Linked DNA regions of Sus scrofa: region 2 is linked to region 1. A link is a contact called in public Hi-C data. All regions are on one chromosome and are shown on one strand. The core of a region is the stretch at or near the end of the contact, and the rest is flanking DNA. Distances in the headings are between cores, read along the strand shown. Region 1 has its middle 15 kb from the start of SPATA3. Region 2 holds the start of PSMD1 (26S proteasome non-ATPase regulatory subunit 1).

Evidence for each region. A called contact is a pair of places that touch in the nucleus more often than the background predicts.
Region 2: a Hi-C map of fibroblasts shows a contact between it and region 1, with 2.2 times the contacts expected there. The contact joins the promoter of PSMD1 here to the enhancer-like site in region 1. A contact is called at or near these places in 2 of 5 promoter capture datasets (fetal liver and liver) and 10 of 47 Hi-C or Micro-C datasets (embryonic fibroblasts, fibroblasts, liver and 3 more).

Annotation. Positions count from the first base shown.
Region 1 is chr15:131,756,617-131,760,807 of Sscrofa11.1, forward strand. It overlaps a transcript of SPATA3 not described here. Among named protein-coding and RNA genes, the nearest start is that of SPATA3, 15 kb to the left of the region's middle. Within about 2 kb of position 1,780, at least 9 of the 83 cell types and tissues checked have an H3K27ac peak or open chromatin away from gene starts, as enhancers often do. A contact at or near this core is called in embryonic fibroblasts, where this site is marked.
Region 2 is chr15:131,805,562-131,809,752 of Sscrofa11.1, forward strand. It overlaps PSMD1 (26S proteasome non-ATPase regulatory subunit 1), which reads left to right and starts at 2,033. Exons shown (of 25, transcript XM_001925902.7): 1 at 2,033-2,219. The coding sequence starts at 2,204. It also overlaps the pseudogene LOC110257098.

The DNA of each region.
Region 1 (4,191 bases), core at 530-3,029:
GCAGTAGCTGACGTAGGGAGATATGGACAGAGCAGAGGGCCGGGAGCTGAAGCCAGTGCTAAGTCTGATGGTGAAGGAAGGTGCCTGCAGAGAAGACACCTGCTCTGGGTCTCTTCCCGGTCTGGGCGAGGACACAGGATCCCAGTAAGTTTCCAGAGGTAAGGAAAAGAGGTAGGCTCAGGTCAACGCGTATCCACAGGTAGGAAAAGGCCACAGAGCTGTATCTCGGTGAGGGGCCGGTGAGCTGGGCTGTGACCTCTGATCATAACCATCTAGATGCTTCCTTTCTGCTTGTCCTCCCCTCCCCTGCTGAAGGTGGGCACCCCATTCTGGCACCAGGCCCCCTCCCCCTTTTATGTCTTTTTTGGGCTGCACCTATGCACATGGAAGTTCCTAGGCTATGGGTCCAATCGGAGCTACAGCTGTCAGCCTACCCCACAGCCACACCACATCCTAGCCACATCTGCCACCTACACAGCAGCTCACGGCAACACCAGATCCTTAACCCACTGAGAGAGACCAGGGATCGAACCCATGGCCCCTTGGATACTGGTCAGGTTCGTTACCACTGAGCCACGACAGGAACTCCAGCCCACCTGCATTTGTAAAGTGAACAGAGGGAGGACCCTGAACCAGCACCCAGGTTCACAGCTCCAGGGCCTCTTTCTGGATGGGCTGACCCAAGAGCTCCCTGAGCTCCCCCTTCCAGATGTCCTGTGTTCTCAGCCCCGCCCCCAACACCCCCCCACCCCACCCCCCACCCCCCGACCCCAATGCAGACTCTTTCAAGTGTAAAATGTTTTCACTGCTTCTAGGGGAAAATTCCTTAGTTCGCCAGTTGAAAGAAACTCACCTACTCACTACAAACTCACAGTTTGTAAAGTGGGACCTCTTCTACCAACGGCAGGCATCGCTCTAATAGCTCTCTTTTCAATTCAGTTGTAAAATGAAAAACTGAATGGGTAGGTTTCCAAATGCCACAAGGCATTTTTTAGACTTGATGTGTAAGTGGGTTGCGAGTTAGATTTCTTGGTGCTGCAAATTTCTGAAAACCTAATTCAAAATGATAATGAGGAGATTATCTCAACACAAACAGCAGAACAGTTGGAAAGTGTCAGGGCTCCTTAACTCCAGTGTCCTCAGAGACCCGAGGACTTTTCCAGCTTCCTGCGCTGACACCCTCAGCAGAGGGCATGAGAACTCCCCTCCCGGCAGCCGGCTGGAGGGGCTCCCAGAGTTAGAACTTCAACACCCTGACAGCCAGAAGCAAGGAAAAGGCCCCCTGCTCCCTGCGTCTCTTCTTGAGTTAAGGAACTTTTCCCAGGATCCCCTCCCTGGTATTCTTGCCCCCTCATGGGGGTGACACACCCCTGAATTGGGTCTCATGCCCCTTCTTAAGCAAACGAATAGCACACAGGGGTGAATTATCATGACTGGATTAGACCAATCTAGATCCACACCCACGCTCTGCCCCGGGGACTGGGGCCCCCATCTCCCTCCAGGACAAACTATGTACAGGGAGGGGAGCATCAAAGCCAAAAATGGGGCTTCTGCCAAGGAAGGAAGACATGAGAGTAGATTTGGGGGAGCAGCCCACAGCACCCCTACAACAGGGGCGAGTGTTTCAAGAAGGTGATACGGTAGCCAGTGCAGGATGAGCTTCAAAGTTGGCCTGGAGCCCTCTCTGGCTTTAGTGCTTTAGCCACTGAGAGCCACCCATAGGGCCCACCGAGCAGCGATGAGTCATGGGGGTTTGCTGAGTCATCCTGAGTGTTGTAGGCTCTGCTTTTAGACTTCTAGAAGGGAAATGGACTGTTTGGTGTCCCTCTCAGTCCAGAACATGTAGAACCATCTGATAACAATGGTAAAGCCTCCTCTCTAGGGAAAAGCATTTCTAGAATTTTCTTTCTGAAAGCTTGGTGAGTCCCTCTCTCTGTATCCCACCAGTGAGTGATGTGGCACCAACCTCAAGGGACTGCTGGAGTTCCTTGTGGCACAGCGGGTTAAAGATCCAGCCTTGTCGCTGCAGTGGCTTGGGTTGCTGCTATGGCATGGGTTCGATCCCTGACCCCGGAACTTTCACATGCTGTGGGCACAGCCAAAAATAAATTAATTTAAAGAATAAAATAATGGGAAAAATAAAAATCATTGAAACAATAAAAATAAAAAATAAACTAAAGGGGCTGCTTCCCCTCTCCTTGTGGGCATGGAATGTGGTAAAACTCACCACTGCAGCCTAGCTTTGGGGGAGCGAGGCTCTATCTTAGCTGCCGGGGACCCTGGGGAAAGGAAGAGGAAAGAGAAGACGCCAACATTGACGCTGCCCAGTTCATGCCAGGCACTTGGCATAAGCTCGTTACAGCCTGAAGGGAAAAAACAAAGCCTCTGTGAGTCTGTGTTTGGATAAAAGGAAGAGTGCCCATGATGAATGGAAGAAATTTGAATCCTAAATAATTTATTTTTCCACAGGAGGATCTCAGCTGCTAAACCACCACCTCTGAGATTATAAAACTGGAAAAGCACCAGAATTCCAGGATCCTGGAGTATTGTCTAAGCTCATGGCTCTGTCCTCTTTTTCTTTCCAGATCCAGTTTTCCATCCAGGATCTCTCTTGTCACCAAAATAGAACAAAAACAAACAAACAAACAAAGAACTCTGTTTATTTAGCGTAATTTACCCAAAGATACAAAGGTTGATGGAGTTCCCGTTGTGGCTCAGCGGGTTAAGGACCCGACATTGTCTCTGGGATGATTCAGGTTCGATCCCTGGCCTCATTCCGTGGGCTAAAGATCCAGTGTTGCTCCAAGCTGTGGCGTAGGTCACAGATTTCAGCTCAGAAGGATCCAGTGTGGCTGTGGCTGTGGTGTGGGCCTCAGTTCTCATTTGACCTCTAGCTTGGTAATTTCCGTATGCTGCAGGTGCAACAGTAAAAAGAAAAAAGTACACACACACACACACACATACACACACACGAGTGGGTAGGGAGGTAAATGTGGCAGCCTTGGTGACTTTGTGAGCCCCAAGTAAGCCAGGGCGGGATCCCTCTTGGGGGCTGCAGACCTAAGGAGGGCAACTTTCTCGGCACACACTCAGAGAACAAAAGATTCCCCCATTCTAAATGCAGGAATTGACCTAACTTGTCAATCGCACTTCTGCCCGGCGGTAATCCCTATTTGTGGGAGTGCGAGGGACACCCTGCCTCCTTTCAGGCCTGCACCTTGGGGAACAGGGGCCCCCAGGCCCAGGGCACGCTCTGGCTCCAGGAACTGGCTTCATTTAGCTTCACCTGTGATGGGGGAGCCACAGGGCTGGCCAAGGCATGGCTGGCAGCCTGGTGGCCCATCCCGGGACTTAGCTGTACCCAGGCAGTGCCTGGTGGGTTTGAACATCTAGCCCTGAGCAGCTGAAGACGGAGGTCTTAGTTCAAGGTGCTCCCAAGAAACACCAGTAGGGGAGACAGGTGTGACACGGGAGAGCCATCGGTACAGGGGCAGTGGTCACTGGGGGTGAATGAAGCCGCATCCCGCTGGGGCAGCACCAGGAAACTGAGCACATACCTCAGTTGTCCCCCCATCACCACCCAGGGAGGGGAAGCTGGGTGATTATACAGCATCAGTCAAGGGCTGCTGGGAGGAGGTGGTTCATTCCCCCCCCCCTTTTGTCCCCAGAGGGCAAGTCCCAAAGAAATGCACGTGCTGGAGGCTGGGAGTCCAGAATGCACTGAAGGGGATGGTGGGGGTGGAAGTAGGGGGCTGAGGACAACCCTGACCTCCAGTGAGCAGGTGACCTGCTCGCCTCTAAGAGCCCATGAGACTCGGAGCCAGCAGGACAGCCCTTGGGGAGGCAGGGAGCTGCTCTGCCTGCAAGAGCCCAGGTGGGACGGGGCAGGGAGAGGGGGATGCCAGGCATCCCAGAGCCCACCCATCACCTCTCAATCCCAGGACTTCCTTTCCTAAACAGGTGCTGGGAGATGGGGAAGAGGAACCCTGGTTTGACAGGAACCTTCTCTGGGAAGCCAGCCTCCGGAAGAAGAGAGCTGACTTCCGGGAAGGGTGGGTCATGCTGCAGTCTGCCCTGCAGATCAGGATGATAGGGTCCAGAGACACAGGGGAGGCAACGGGGGGCCCGGAAGCTGCCACCTCTGGCCAGCCCAGCTCCTCTGACTGAAGAAATTCAGTTCCTTTTTCTGGC
Region 2 (4,191 bases), core at 783-3,282, 49 kb after region 1:
ATAGGCCAGTGGCTACAGCTCCGATTCGACCCCTAGCCTGGGAGCCTCCATATGCCGTGGGAGCGGCCCTAGAAAAGACAAAAAGACAAAGGAAAAAAAAAAAAAAAAAAAAAAAAAAGAAGCACAATGCCTTTTGGGCTTCAGAGTCTCCGATCAAGCAGATCCCACAGATCCTAGGCTCACGGCTGAATAAGTCTGGCAAGTTCCCTTCCTTGCTGACCTACAATGAGAATACAGTGGCCAAAGTTGATGAAGTGGAGTCCACGATCCAGTTCCAGATGAAGAAAGTGCTGTGTCTGGCAGTGGCTGTTGGCCGCGTGAAGATGACAGAGGGTGAGCTTGTGTACAGCCTCCACTGAGCTGTCAACGTCCTGGTGTCATTGCTCAAGAAAAACTGGCAGCATGTCCAGGCTTTGCACATTAAGAGCACCACGGGCAAGCCCCAGTGCCTGTACAGCTTAAGAAACCACCTGCCACCATTAAAAAAAAATTCATACATAAACTCACATGGATTATCAACCACGTTTTATTTCAACAGCAAATCATTGGCTTGTGTCACTAGGTTACATTGTTTTGAGAAGGCCCCAGAAATAAGGTTTAATAATCACTATTCAATTGAACGGTAGCTTGAGAGTACAAGTCTAGTGGCTTAAAAATGCCACCATTTGGGAGTTCCTGGCGTGGCTCAGTGGTTAACGAATCCGACTAGGAACCATGAGGTTGTGGGTTCGATCCCTGGCCTTGCTCAGTGGGTTAAGGATCTGGTGTTGCCATGAGCTGTGGCTTGGATCCTGAGTTGTAGGCTGGCGGCTACAGCTCTGATTAGACCCTTAGCCTGGGAACCTCCATATGCTGCAGGAGCGGCCCAAGAAATGGCAAAAAAAAAAAAAAAAAAAAAAAAAAAAAAGAAAAAAAAGCCACCATTTGTCGCTAATCTTTGTCAAGACTACTCCGAACTACTGAAGTAAATTGTGTATTGAAGCTGTTAGAAGTGTGCAGATGGCGATCACAACTGCCATTTCACATTAGATGTAATAAAAAAAAACAGGAACCTGTTGCTGTGGAGGGAGAGAGGAACTGAGCAGATGGAAGACAAGAAAACTTTTTTTTCGGAGTTCCCGTCGTGGCGCAGTGGTTAACGAATCCGACTAGGAACCATGAGGTTGCGGGTTCGGTCCCTGCCCTTGCTCAGTGGGTTAATGATCCGGCGTTGCTGTGAGCTGTGGTGTAGGTTGCAGACGCGGCTCGGATCCTGCGTTGCTGTGGCTCTGGCGTAGGCTGGTGGCTACAGCTCCAATTCGACCCCTAGTCTGGGAACCTCCATATGCCGCGGGAGCGGCCCAAGAAATCGCAACAACAACAACAACAAAAAAGACAAAAAAAAAAAAAAAAAAAAAAAAAAAAAAAAAAAAAAAAGAAAACTTTTTTTTCTTTGAACACTTTTCACTGTATATCTTTTTATACTTCTGATTTTTAAGCCATGTGCGGTATTCTTTCAAATGTAAGTAAAAGCCACTGTTCAACTTTATCATAAACCAGTGATTACTTAGGGATGCATTATGATATGATAGTAAAGTATTTCTGTGAGGATTCTTCTGAAGCTGGGCTCTGCTTTTTTTTAAAAAAATTGAAAAATCATTGTTGTAGGAAAACGCTCTTTGCTCAATCACGAACCCGCCCCGGCCCGGACCCGGACCAAAGGTTTGGCTCTGGCACGGGGGCGCTGCAAGGAGACTTCCCAAGCAGCAGGTGGCGCTGCGAACACCGCAAGCACCTCCCCTCAACACCTTTTTTTCTCAGCAATGGCGGGTGATGGTGGGGTCCTTTTTCTAGGGGTGGCTATTCTGGAGCCTGACCCCAAGTGCGGACGGGTGTTCCCACCCCCGCGGGGCCGCTGGCCCCGAGGAGGGTTGGAGAAGACCACGGAGCTCTCCGTGCATTCTTCCGCTGGGCGGCGGTGGCGGCACGGAAGACACAGGCCGGGGGAGAGTCGGCGCCGGGCGGCAGGCGGGACAGAGGGCAGCCCCGGGGCGGGCGGGGTCCTGGGTGAGAAGCGAGCCGGCGGCCTGAGGAGGTGACTGACTGAGCGGGGCACCGGGGCAGCCAGGAGACGCGGCGGAGCGAGCGGGTCCTGAGCTGACATATACACGGCGCGGCCGGGGCGGCGAGCGAGCGAGCGGGCGGGCGAGTGCGGGGCGCAGCCATGATCACCTCAGCCGGTGAGTGCGGCCGCAGCCGGCGCCGAAAGGAAGGAGGCGCCACGCCGGCTTTTAGCTGAGTCAGGGCCGGTGACTGGGCACCTCCCGGCGGAGCGCCGGCCGCGCGGCCGCCCGCCGCCCGAGGCCCACCCCCGGGCCGGGGGCTGGCAGTGTGGCCCGGCCTCTCTGTGGGCCCCGGGACCTCGTCCGGTTCGGGGGACTCGCGCTGGGTTGACCGCCTCGTCATCCCTCCTCCGCAGCCACACCCCCGTGCTCGGACCCGAGGGGCGCCCTGGACCCTTCTCCCACCCTGACGGGTTTTTCCTAAACTCCATCCCTCCCGAGGTTGGCCGTGCGGGGCCGTCCGATGCCAGCCCTTCCTTACAGGTGGTTAGGATGGGGTGGGCCCCCTTTGCGGGACAGTAAGGTAGCCTCTGGCTACCTAAGTGCTTCCCGGTCTGACCCAGCTCCGTTCTCCTTAGAGTGAAATCTAAATTAAGTCAGGTGTGAGACGGGTCATTTCCAGGTCTGTTCCAAGGATATTTAGTTAAAGCACTTAGGGAACTTTTGTGTTCGTTGAGGACCGCATCCTGAAGACGGTTATTATACTGAGAATCAGCCTCTGGTTTTGAGGCTCCATGATCAGTGAATGTTCTGCTTGGACGAAGAAAGAGCTCCTGGGCGGGCGGAGCAGGTGCCCTACACTCAACCATTGTGTGGGTAGATTCGTGGAATGACGTTTGCAATGGGATGTTACAGGGGTCAAGTTTGGGGTGAAGTGTGAGCCCCCACTAGGGATCGCTTTGCACGTAGCTGTCCACAGCCTCTGGGGCCTTTTTCCTCTCTTGCTCACATGCGCTTTTCTGGTCCTGATTTGCTGTCTTCATGTCCCACAAGTGTTTTGTTGTAAACAAACTAGTCAGACGGCAGTTAACCATGTGTTTATAAGGCTTGCTTAAAAAAGTTGGTGGCAACAGTGGGAGACAGGATCGTTACTTTTAAAGACCTGAGGAGCTGTCACTTGTACATGGAAGTAGACTTTTTCCCCCAAGGGGTACATATGATTGGGAGATGAATTGTAGTACAACATTGGGAAAGGCTTTTCCCCATCAGAGCTCTCTAAAGATAAAATAAGCACTAAATTTCCTGCCACCTGTAAATGGAGGCCTCATTGTTTTTCAGATTCATCATCTTAGCCCCTCCCGCCTTCATCTCTTGCCTGGGTCGCTTTGACAGCCTGGAGATTTTGTTTTCCACCATTACCTCTATACAGTCCATTCTTCTTGAGTATTCTTTTTAAAACCTTGATCACATAATATCCTTTACAGTTCTTCAGTGCTTTTCATTGTGCTTATAATAAAATATCCAGATTGTTAACTGAAAACTTACATGATCTGATTCCTACCTTGTCTTGTACTGCTCTTTTCCTCCCTGTGCTCTGGTCATACTGGCCTTTCTCTTCCTTAAGTCAGTTTCTGTCCCACTTCAGGACCCTTGCCCATTCCTCCTGCACTTTTTAGACTCCTTTTCAAGTTTTCTCTTAGTTTCCCAATCACTGGTTTCAGCACAAGTGTTAGTCTTTCTTTTCTGATCATTCTGTTAAAACATGCTGCTTCTTTCACCCTCAACTGTCCCCTCCCTTCATTACAAGCCCTGTAATTACTTCGTTTACTTGTCTGATTACTGTCTTTCTCTCTGTGTAGAATTTTGGGTGGGAAACTTGTCATTTTCATAATTCTTAGAACACTGCTGAGCAGATGGCAGAAGTTCAAAGGTATATCTTTTCTTTTTTCTTCTTTTCTTTTTGTCTTTTTAGGGCAACATTTGCAGCATATGGAGGTTCCCAGACTAGGGGTCTAATCGGAGCTGTAGCCGCTGGCCTGCACCACAGCCACAGCAACTCAGGATCCAAGCCGTGTCTTCAACTTAACACCACAGCTCACCTCAATGCCGTATCCTTAACCCACTGGTAGAGGCTAGGGATTGAAGCCGC